Linked DNA regions of Podarcis muralis: region 2 is linked to region 1. The links are chromatin contacts, called in public Hi-C maps. All regions are on one chromosome and are shown on one strand. Each heading gives the region's core, a stretch centred on a gene start, on an enhancer-like site or on the middle of the called end of the contact. The rest is flanking DNA. Distances are from core to core; before and after follow the strand shown. Region 1 holds the start of CAPN15 (calpain 15). Region 2 holds the start of PIGQ (phosphatidylinositol glycan anchor biosynthesis class Q).

Evidence for each region. A called contact is a pair of places that touch in the nucleus more often than the background predicts.
Region 2: a Hi-C map of blood shows a contact between it and region 1, with 3 times the contacts expected there. The contact joins the promoter of PIGQ here to the promoter of CAPN15 in region 1. A contact is called at or near these places in 2 of 3 Hi-C or Micro-C datasets (blood and tail).

What each region holds. Positions count from the first base shown.
Region 1 is chr14:37,743,823-37,749,854 of rPodMur119.hap1.1, reverse strand. It overlaps CAPN15 (calpain 15), which reads right to left and starts at 2,888. Exons shown (of 12, transcript XM_077918431.1): 1 at 2,750-2,888. It overlaps LOC144325425 (a long non-coding RNA gene), which reads left to right and starts at 2,922. Exons shown (of 4, transcript XR_013390571.1): 1 at 2,922-3,182.
Region 2 is chr14:37,945,342-37,951,373 of rPodMur119.hap1.1, reverse strand. It overlaps PIGQ (phosphatidylinositol glycan anchor biosynthesis class Q), which reads right to left and starts at 2,459. Exons shown (of 11, transcript XM_028705520.2): 1 at 2,299-2,459. It overlaps NHLRC4 (NHL repeat containing 4), which reads right to left. Exons shown (of 2, transcript XM_028705522.2): 2 at 3,340-5,384. The coding sequence starts at 5,375. The coding sequence ends at 4,275. LOC144325426 (a long non-coding RNA gene) reads left to right here and starts at 1,770. Exons shown (of 2, transcript XR_013390572.1): 1 at 1,770-1,885.

The DNA of each region.
Region 1 (6,032 bases), core at 1,639-4,138:
AAAGCAGGATTTCTCCTGTTTGAGAAATGCACAGTTCTTCAGAAGAAACTATGGTTAACACTGTTGTGGTACAATTAATAAAATTCATTAAAGAGTAGAGCAAGGATTCAGTGCAACCCTCAAAAGTGCCTGCCTTCTAATTTATAAGATGTTTTGAAAACAAATATATACAGTCATCAACTCCAAGAGTCTTCAAAAGGATAGGCATAAAAAAACCAAATCACTGAGAACACTTTACACAAAGACATTCACAGACATCCTAGACAACCAAGTGCATATTTAGATATGTTTGCATCTTACTGCTTCCAAGTGCTTTTTATTCCAAGGCTTATTTGGGTGATTAAAACATGCTGATTTCCCAATGTTCTAGGGCAACTTCTTTTTTAAAAATTTAAAGATTGACATGCATTCATATTTTCCTAGAAAACCACACTCTACTCAGCATTACTCACATATATAATGCATAAGAAATTCTACAGGAACCACTTCCCCCTCTGACTTTTTGTCCATCGATCTCATGTTTTGTGCCCCTATAACAGTACAGGAACTCCAACATGGATAAGCTCAATGGGGGTAGGGAGGAGAAAGTAAAACTCATTTTCATTATTGTGACGCCACACGGCATTTTTAAAGAAACCACCTTCTATGCTTCAAACTGTTATCCAGGGGTTAGTGTTTGAGTCAAAGAGGGCAGCAAAGAGGGGAGAATCTCTCCAAGATATGACTAGTTCAAACAGGATTGTTATTTATTTAAAATTACACTGCTTAATATAAAAGCCTCTCAATTGTTTACTTGAAGATTAACAATAATGCAAGAACATTCAATAACATTTCTTAAAAACTAGATACAAAGTGCAACTGTATATCACTAATAACATTGAGTAGCTGAGGTCAGGCATGAGCCAAAGCGCATCGCTAGTTAGGAGTTCCCTCACCATTGCACTCCCATGGTTGTCTAGAAAGGTGGGCAGGAGGGCGAGAAAGTCTCGCAGCATTTCAAAACTTCCCAGGCACTCCACAAGCAACATACAGAAGACCTGCGGAAGCACATCCCTCACTTGATGAGGAATACCCCGAAAGGTTGGAAGCAGTGGGAGATATGATGCACACTGCATTGGAGCAGAGAAGAACTGAGAACTAGGTGCACATCAGAATGGGACTAGGAAGGGGACCGGTCCCTCGAGAAGTTAATGCTTGCTCTCCAAGGCTCTGGAACAGTCTCTCAGATCAAACCGAAAAATGCTTCCTCAGGCACCCTCAACCAGTTAAGGAGGCCCTTGACTCCTGGACAAAACTGCCATCTCCAAAGTGGTCCGTAACTATGGAACAACCTCCCAAGAGAAATTCTTCTGACCCAACCCTCTTAATAAGTTTTAATTTGATCAGACGGTTTTTTAATACGTAACTTCCAATGTTATGTTTTTCATCTGTGAATTCTGAAATAGTTTTTACAACAATGTTTGTGTCTGCACTTGTTCTTGTGGTTTTCATGATGACGTTTTAACTATTTGTCTGCTTTTTATTGTTAGCATTGCATTTTAAAAGCAAAAGAAAAAATCTTGTGAGCCTTTCTCCACCTCAAATTTGATGATGATGATGTTGATGATGATTAGTTTTAAGAGGCAGGATATAAATATTAAAACAAGCAAAGCAAACAGAGAAGCAGCAGCAGCCTCTGGGCCAAAAGGGGCGTGAGCTCACATTCAGTCTCAACCTCAGTGGTGGTGGTGTGCCCTCTGCTGTGAGCTATTTATTCATTTTCTTCCATTTATATCCTGTCTTTCTTCTATCATGAAACCCAAGGCGGCATACATGTGGCTTTCCAGGCAGTCTCCAATCCAGGGACTAAACAGACCCAGAAGATTAGTTCCATTATTTTTGTTTTGTATTTGAAATTCATATAGTGTTCCACAACATCAGGGCTCGTTTGAGCACCTTCGGCTTCTAAACTGGTGTTTTAATTTTGGGGGTGTGACAGGCTTTATCTTTGCTGTTACCCATGTTGCTTTTCATTTCACAGTGCATGCCTGACATTCGTTTTTTTATAATTACTGCATGCCAATTATGACAAAACATGTTACATGATGGGGTGGTCCACAAATACTGTTCAGCCAGTGCAGCGAAGCAGTTAATAGCATTATATAGACTATGACATGGGAGAACAGGGTTCAAATGCCGCCGCCCCCACCCCCCAACTCTGTCAGGAAGCTCGCTGCATGACCTTGAGCCAGTCAGTACCTCTGCCTTAGCCTACCTCACAGGGTTGTTGTGAAGATAAAATTGAGGGGGTGGGTGGGTTAGAACCATGCAGGCCACCTTCAGCTCCTTGACAAAAAGGCGGGGATAGCAATGTAATAATAAAAATGAACAAAACCCAACAGATACAGCTTACAACAAAATAAATGAATGAACCAAGAACAGAAGTGGGGCTGAGGGGGGAGAGCGGATATCCCTCTTAGGGAGATTATTATGGAGAAGGAACGAGGAAGCTTTTATTTTTATTCGTGTGTGTTTGACTATCTCTCGCCTCATTAAAAAAAAAAAAATAGGGAAGGGGCGACTCACCTAGCCCACCACCACACGCCCCCCCTCCAGTACGCGCACGCGCGCCTCCCCCTCACCGGGGGCGCGCCTTCCCTTCCCCCACATTCTCTGCCCCCCCCCCCCTCACTCTCTCTCGCGCGCTCTTTGGCGTTCTCTCCCTCCCTCCCCCTCCCCCCCCCCGCGAGGGTCGCGCGCTCAGACTGACCGTTGCTGAGGGACGCCCCGGCGGCGGCGGCGGCTTCAACGACTGTTTGCTGGCTGGGCGGCAGGCTGACCGGTTTCCTTTCTCTCCCGTTCTCCTCAGCCCCGTCTCCGCACTACTCACCGCCACTATTACCACCTACCCCGCCTTGGGCGGCCGAGTAACTTTGACCCCCACCCTCCCGCCTCCCACCCCGCCCGGCTCTCTCCCGCCTCCTCAGGAAACCGTTTCCTTTTTCTCTTTCCTTTTTTTTTTTTTAACCCCCCTCAGCCCCAAAGCGGAGGCAGCCAGCTATAACAACCGCCCCCCCCCCCACGCTCCTCTTCCCAGAGTCCAGAAGCCGGCCCCTTACGCCGCTTCCGTAGCGTAGCGACTCACCGAGAAGCGAAGAGCCCGCCCTGCGGAAACAGCGCCGAAAGCCGTCGTGAATACGAAGGTGAGGGACTACAAGCCCCAGAGGGCCTGGCGGGAGGCGGGGAAAACGGATGTGGTAGCCCTCGGTGGTGAGGGAGGCTCGCTTCGGGAGTTGTGGTCCTGCAAAGGAGGGAGGTTTTTATTTTTACCTCAGCCAGGAAGGGGTTGAGAAAGAGCGCGTAGATGCTGATTAAAGGCGAAAGGCAGGCGAGCTGTTTTTGCGGTCGCTATGCCCTAACTGGAGTGTTACCCAGGCCTGGAAAGGAAACATAGGGTTTTGACTACAACTCCCAGGATCCACTGCGCCTCCCACCCAGCCTGGCAGCTGTGCGGCAGCGGCGGCTCACCTGGGGCTCAGCTGGTGGGCGGGGCTAAGCGTGATGCAAAGCTATGCGCTGCCCTAGGCAGCTTTCCCGTACCTTTTACGTGCGCTTTATGCGGTTTTCGGTAGCTGCAGCCGCCCACCGCCATCGGGAAATAAAAAGCACCCAAAAAGCTAATTGGAAAAAGCAGTGCCGGAACGACGACGCGTCAGTTGAAGGCGCTACTCGCACAGGCACGGGCAACTTGTAAAAGCAAAACAATGGCAATAGGAATTGAGAACTAGGATCTGATTTTTCCCCACCTCAGCAATACCACTTTACATCCAAAGCTACGCACATCTAAGCAATAAATAATCAAGAGCCCACCCACAGTCAGAGGTGCAGTTTTTTATTTATTTAAAAGTACTTCTAAAGCACTTAACTAAAAAAAAAAAAGGCTTCAGCAGAGTCACCCTTGTTTCAATGACACTTTAACATACTGAAGCCAAGAACTTGAGGATTCAACCCTGAGCACAAGTACTCCAGACTACAAGATTTTGATGCAGGACCCAGTTGAAAAGTACAGTTTGAAAATACATTGACCTTGAAATCAAAGGAGTGCTCTCAGCTTCAATTACCTGCAGTTTTCAATATCAAATGGAAAACACATAGTAGCTTCCTTTTCAGAAGCTAGCTGTTATCTACTGGCCATTTTAAGTATACCCATTAGCAATTTTGGGACGCGGGTGGCGCTGTGGGTAAAACCTCAGCGCCTAGGGCTTGCCGATCGCATGGTCGGCGGTTCAAATCCCCGCGGCAGGGTGAGCTCCCGTCTTTCGGTCCCAGCTCCTGCCCACCTAGCAGTTCGAAAGCACCCCTAAGTGCAAGTAGATAAATAGGTACCGCTTTCTAGCGGGAAGGTAAACGGCGTTTCCGTGTGCTGCGCTGGTGCCGGCTCGCCAGAGCAGCTTCGTCACGCTGGCCACATGACCCGGAAGTGTCTCCGGACAGCGCTGGCCCCCGGCCTCTTAAGGGAGATGGGCGCACAACCCTAGAGTCGGACACGACTGGCCCGTACGGGCAGGGGTACCTTTACCTTTATTAGCAATTTGGCTCTTAAAAGCTTTTCTCTGCCTATGGCAGTTCCAAGCAAGAACCTGGGCCTGCACAACTGAGGAAGTTAGCACAGGTGTATCTTCATTAGAAATGGGCTTACCCTCATTACCTATAGAGGTGTAAGGACTCTAGATATGTGTAATTTGTACACAAGTACAACAAGTATGTTTGTTTGTTTGTTTGTTTGGTCAGTCAACCTGAGAATAAAGCACTGGGCCCAGAAAGCAATAGTCAACGTTAAGACCTCACATTCAGGATCTGCACACGAAATTTATGACAATGCAGTTCTAGAGTCTCTTTTCACCTCAGTTTACAGAACCAATCCCTATATTTCCATTTAGTCCCAAATACCTTTTGGGAGGAAATCAAAAGTATCATGGTTGCTCTTCTATGCCTTCATTCGCCTACAACACAGAACATTTAGGAATTCTCCCTTCCTCCAGAACCTTAACATGCACTCCTTGAGTTTTCCTCAACCTCCTTTCCCTATCTCTCCTGCCCTTTATCTTTGCCTCCTCTCCATGCTCTTTATTTTCTCTGGTTTAAAGGAACATAAGCCTTATGTTCCCCCTTCAAGACACTTACCTTTTTCACAATTTAGGAGGGTTGAAACAGACTGCTTGTTTGGAGAACCATAGTATGTGTGGCTCAAGGGAATCTAAAAATACTTACCAACCCTACACAGCCTTTGCTTGGGAACAAAAATGACCCACAACTTGTTTTCATACAGGCAGGGCAGACTACACAACCATAATTAATGCATAAGGGCCCTGAGAACCTTGGTAACCAATCTGATCTCTGAGCTCCCAGATCACCATGAGCACTTGAGAAGGTCTTTCTGTATTTTTCTCACACCATTTTCCCCTGTGGTATCCTGTCCTTTAAGGATACCTGGTTTCTCTTGTCCTTCATCATGCCTAGGCAGAGAGGTCACATCTCCCCTCCCTTGGATTATAATAGTTAAGCTGCTGAAAACTTGTGGTTTCACAAAGAAAATGAACTGCTGTGGCAGTAATAAACACTTTGATAGCCACCATCTCCTTGCCATGGACACTTTCATTGCTTAATCCTTCATATGCCCAATAGCTGGGCTATGTGCAGCTCCTGGGATTGGCTGCTTGGAGCCCCTTGTCAGTCGGAGGCCACCTGGGTAAAGAGCACTTAAAAATGGGACACCAACATCCCTTTGTCCCTCCTCAGCCATCCAAGAAGATGCTAAGTTGCTCATGAGCAGACTATAAGCCTGCATGAGTAAAGTAATTGGGTAGGTGCATTTTAAATGTTTATTTTTTCAGTATGTTATTCTGCCTTTGTGCTTTTACTCTCGTAAGCCAAATTTTTAATAAACTCTCTTAAAATTGGCTGCTGGGGGCTTGGTGTATGTTTGAGCTCACCTCACTGTTCCCAAATCTCTTTGGTATTTGTGTCTAGGGAAAATATGAGGAAAGCAAGCT
Region 2 (6,032 bases), core at 1,210-3,709, 200 kb before region 1:
AGGTTCAAGCTGCTGGAGGGAAGATAAAATCAAAAGCATGATGCAGAGCAGGAAAAAACCCTGTTGTGTTTATCTCTAGAAAAGAACACCAGATCCTAATGAACTGCCAGTACCTAGGAAGAAGGAAGGGATCCCAAAGTTGCAAAAAGGTTTAAGGGAGGTAAATGTGTTTCCAAGGCTCTGTTTTACATTTGAGTTTTGTTCAGTGTTATTTGGTTGTATGTGTACTTGTTTCAGAAAACAATAAAAGAGCCTGATGGATCAGGCCAAAAGCCCATCTAGCCCAGCATCCTGTTCTCACAGTGGCCAACCAGGTGCTTATAGGAAGCCCAAAAGCAGGACGTGAAGGCAACAGCATTCTTTCCATTTGTGATTGCCAGCAACTGGCTTTCATGGGCATATTGCCTCTGACAGAGGAGGTATAACATTATCAGCAAGGCTAGTTGCCATTGATATAGCCTTCTCCTCCATGAATTTGTCTAACCTTCTTTTAAAGCATCTCAAGTTGGTGGCCATAACTAATTCTTGTCAGAGCAAATTCTGTAGTTTATGCACCGTGATGTGAAGTTCTTTCTTTTTTCTGTCCTGAATGTTATGAGAGAGAGCACAACATTCATTCCATCAATTTTCTCTACACCATGCAGAATCTTATACATCTCTATCATGTCTCCTCTTACTCACCTTTTCTCTACACTAAAAAACCCAAAATATAATTTTAGAAATAAAAAAGGCTTAAGTAGTCCCAATATAGAGGATAGCTTATGCACCTTGATTGCAATTAAATAGGAATTTTCAGCATACAGAGTTTGCATGGTGTAATCTTGCCTTTTCCCCAAGAGATAACCTAAGGTGGCATGCACAGGGTTTTCAGGCAGTATCCCGCTCAGACACCAATCAATACCAGCATTACGTAGCCTCAGAAAGGCTAAGCATTTTATGCCTCAAACCAGATGCTAGAGCCAGTATGGATGGGATATAGGGAACTATGAGTATTACTAAACAGAGAGACTCAGGTTCCAATACTCTCTCAGCCACAAAGCTCACTGGGTGACCTTGAGCCAGTCACTCACTCTCTCCGCCTGGCCTGCCTCACAAGACTGTCATGAGGATAAGGGGAAGAAAGGGAATGATACCACGCTGAACCTTGTGGGAGAAGCGCACAATAAACATGTAATTAATTAATAAATAAGCCTATGTGCCTTTCTCCAGCCTGGAGGATTCCCTCCCGCCTTCCACTACTACTCCACTATACAGAAGCCCCAATTCTCAGTCACCTCGGGTTTGGGAAATGCAGCAATATGCACAGTATAACTCAGCTAGCCACGCACAATCCACACAAGCCTTAGTAGCCCAATTACGGTGACCAACTAGCCAGAAGGGGTAACCTGCCTGCCCGGCTCTTATGCCTTTAACAGCAGCTTATTCTGCAGGAATGAGCGGGTGAAATTTGGGGGGAGGCATGGAGATAACATACTAGCACCCGCTAATGGCCGCAGAGCAACCCAGTCATTGGGTCAGTTCAGCAGCTGGCAACCCTGGTCCCAATTCCATCCCACCATGCCACGCCGCGGTTCCCCCTCCCCCGTTTTGCATCCTTTTCTCTCCCAAGCCGTCAGAACTCCCCGCCGCTCGCCGACGACACTTACTTCCTCCCGCTACTCCTTCTAGCAGGCATAAAAGAAAAGAAAGAGCCCGCTCCTCTTGACATTCAAGCCACTTCCGGGTGCTACAGGCCGGTTGCTAGGAGACGCAGTCCGTTCCTAAGAGCGCTCCGTAAAGTCCTTGCCTAATTGCATTCCGGACGGACCCCCCGGTCTCCTGAAGTGGCGTTCTGTTTGATTGAGTTGATTGTTTTAAAAAGGGCAGCAGATTCCTGAGGTTTCCGGTAAGAAATTCTACCAACTCATTTTAAAACAATTTCTTTCGTCCCATTTAGCGGCCTGGTTTTTTTTTGCCAGCCCTTTTTACGAACATTTTCAATATCACCAGCTGTTGAAGAGGGAAATCTTTTCTAAGGCGCTCTCTCTAAGACTGACAGTTTTTTAAAAGAAATACGAGAGAGCTAATGTACCTTTGATTTATTTATATTTACTAATTAATCTGAAGAATTTACAAGCCACACGCTTTCAGAGCTGCTTACAATAAAATAGCAGAACAATAAAAGAAATCCACTTAAAGATATCAGGTGTTGCCAAAATGCAAGCAGATTCTGTACTAAGGAAGTACACCCCAAGCTAGCAGAGCAAAAACAAGGTATTTTATATCTGACATGAATTTGGCCTGTGATGTCATACTGACCTGATCAAGCCTAAAGTATCCCAGAAGGTAGAACAGGTTTCTAAACAGCAAAATACTCTTTGCCGCTCCCAAGAGGAGTAGTTGTTGTTGTTTAGTCGTTTAGTCGTGTCCGACTCTTCGTGACCCCATGGACCAGAGCACGCCAGGCTCCCAAGAGTAACTATCAGTAATTTCCTCTACAAAACTGGGGAAGGCATGCAAAATTCAGCCGTTGTATACCACACCCCTGGGTGGAACCCATTCTTTCCCTCCAATTCAATGTCTGCATCTCCCTTCTTTTTGATAAGCTTCATCTCTTCTATTAATTCTGAGAACTGTAGCTTGTGCCTTCACACTTCTGTTGGAAGCTGATAGCACTAGAAATTTGTTCTGTGCCTTCCTGTATGTCTTATTTGCAACCATCCATAATAAGCAACTTCACCCATGTGAGTGAGGGATGTGGGTGTTTATCACATTCATTGTATTGTTTTTGTTACCTGTTTTTGAAAACAAATTCCAACCAGGTCATTAGTCCAAAGGCTGAGCCTTTCCTGTCCAGTGGCCAACCATATGCCTGTGGAAAGCTCACAAGCAGGACTCAAGGGCCATGTAGCTCTTCTGCTGGGTTCTCCCAGCAACTGGCAGTGAGCAACTGGATACACTAAATTAAGGAGAAAAGTCTGGATTTTAGGTTCGTGCATTAGGAATAATAGGGTGGTCATGTGTGCAACTTTAGAGCCCTCTATTTGCAGGCATTCTCTATTGAAATAAAGGAGGATGTTAATAAGCAAAATGCTGACAAAGCAACACATGCATGGATCATTTAAATATTTTCTGCCCTTATTTCCCTATTGCTTCATTGTAATTGCATTTATCAACGTGTCCCTTTACAATCCTCGCAAATGAAGATAATCACAATTTAAAATATGAAATGTAGACAGCATATATTTTTGCTCTGAAAGTAAACCCCAAATTGCCTCCCAGTTAATATGGTGCAATATGTGGCATCCATTTCTAAACGTTATGAATAAAAACAAAGTTAATAAGACAAGAAACAGTGGGGAGTCTTTGACTTCTTTTATTACTTTGACCTTCTAAATATCCTGCTATGGTCTGTGATCAGATAATTTTATTATAATTTACTCTAGTTTTTAACATTACCAGAGACAAATATAATTCAGGTAATCTTACTTTTCATGAAAACATACATTAGAGAAAACTTTCTCTTTAATAATAATGGCATGTCTGTGGCTCCTAAAAGGCTCTGGCTCTTTAGAAGAACCAGGTTTCTTCCTCAAGGGCTATACTGGGCCAGCCCTACCATTGGGCAGGGTGTGACAGTCACTGTTAAATGCCAGGGGCTTCACGGACTTCTCTGTAGCCCCTAAGCTAGCTTCAGATGTGGTAGTACAGCCTTCACCAACCAAGTGCCCTCCATCTGCTTTGGACTACAACTCCCATGCCAGTTAGGGCTAGCCACAAAGGTTATGTTCTACCTCTGCTGTCAGTGGCAGTATGCCTCTGAATACCACTTGTTGGGAATCGCAGGTGGGTGATTTAAAATCATTTTAAAACAAATTGCAGTCAAGAGAATAGCACGGGCCCTGAAACTATATATATCAGGTGTCAAAGGCCAGGAAGAAGGCCAGTATGCTTTTGGCATACTGAAAGTGCCAGTCGCATATCTGTGGGGAAGAAATTCCACAATGTAGGGGCTGCCACAGAGAATGCCCTCTCCAGGCCACCTTGAACTTCTGAGGGTACTGGAACTACCAAAAGGGCCCCCTCTGTCAGTCATAACATCCAAGATATGGATATGGGTCAGATATTGGGATCTAAGCTGTTTAGCTCGAGTCCACCATGTGACAAAGGTGTAGTTTGCTGCAGCAAGTCCTTTTGAGTGCTAGAAAAACTTGGATAACTGACTGTACTGTCAGATGAGGTAGTGTGGCAGAGGTCAAAGCAGAAGATGCCTGGAGGTGAATGATGGAATAATCCTACTCTGCTCTCCCTCTAGGTGTTAGGTTTGGACTGTCACTGGATATACAAAGATTGTCAGAGCTGTAATGGGGTCTCACACGGTACTTGAAGACTTTGACATAGTTATCTCCACTATCAGCAACTAACAGCAACCCCTGGGTGGAACAAGCTATTCCCATTGGTCTCTGCAGACCTTTAGATACCAGGCAGATGGGAGACCCACTCCTGGGAAACAAGTGGACTTTCTGGTGCTGTTCATCAGCCACAATGATGTTGCCTTCTCTATCAGCGCAGACCCCAGAGGGATTGCCAAAGCAGTGGCCATATTTGCTGGTGATGGAAGAGACCAGTTTGTGGTTGCTACTGAAGAGCTTGACATCACCACATTCTTCACTCACCACAAACCCTCCTTCTGGGGCCAAGCACACGTAGCGTGGCCCACGCAGGTTGGAGACAGAGTGGGTGCTTTGCACCTTGAAAGCACAGTCAAGGGCAAAGCTATGAACTTTTCCTTCTGTATAGTCTGCCACCAGAATCTTTCCAGATGTATCCACTCCAATTCCCCTGGGGGAACAAAACTTCCCAATTCTTAGCCATTCTCCCTTGGAGAACTTGGAGTGATTGTTGAAGATGCGGACAGTCCCATTGACCAGGTCTGTAATTGCCACCATCCCTGCCCTGGTCACGGTCACGTCCTCTGGCAAAAAAGTCTCATTCTTCTTCCATTCCACACATGGTATAGACTGAAATGTTTGGCCTGAGCGGTTGAGGAAGTGGACCCTTGGTGCATTTTCACTAATCATGTAGATAAGCCCATCAAGCGAGCAGTGAATTCCACACACACCTCCATAATGGTTGCCGTTGGGGTTTGGGATCTGCTGCACCAGTTCATCTTGCCGGTAGTAAAGGGAGTTTTTGATATTGTCCAGGTCATGGCAGATGACCTTGGCTTTCTCAGCCAGCTGGTGCACTTGGTGTTCTGTCACCATGCCTGTACCAGGGTGGCTGTTCAGGAGAGGGCTGGCTTTCTGAAATGTGGCATCTGATTTAACTTGGAGGGCATAAACAGTCCTCAGAAGTTTCTCCTTCCGTTGTGTGTCTTCCAAGGTATAATCCATCCTTTCCCCCTTTCAAAAAGACAAACCACAAGCAGTTTTCAAAAATATAATGCAGTTTTGTATGTTGCTATTATGAATATATGCATTTTTATGCACACAGTAACCTAGTGCTTGGCAGGCGAACATTATTGCAAAATTTGAAGAAGTGCAAATCTCAAAGGATGGTGCCGTTTCAGTCTGTGAATTGTTTAAGTGTGGTTTAAGCAGCCTCACCTTTAAATGTGAACTGAATCATATTTCTCCCCCATGCCCCTACCCTTTGCATACTTTTAACCCTGCCACTCCCCCAAACTGCAAAAAAGTCCAGGATTCTTTTTATTTTTGTATACACTATATGCTTAAATCACCTTTGAAGCTCATTATTTCCCTCAAATAATTCTGGACACAGTAGTTGGTTAAGGGTTTGCTGGGAATTGCAACTCTGCAAGGGGCAAACTACAGTGCCCAAAATTATTTGAGGGAAAGAATGGGCTTTGAATGGATTTTAAAGGCATAGTGTGTACACAACCCTAAATTTCCAGTATGTGATTAAATCCCTCCCACAGAATAATGATAGACTGGAGGTGACATAAGAAACCCTTTTGGATCTACTGCAAATCACCATCCATCTTCCAGTGGATCCAACTCTATCTAATACCACCTTTTGAGCTAAGATCA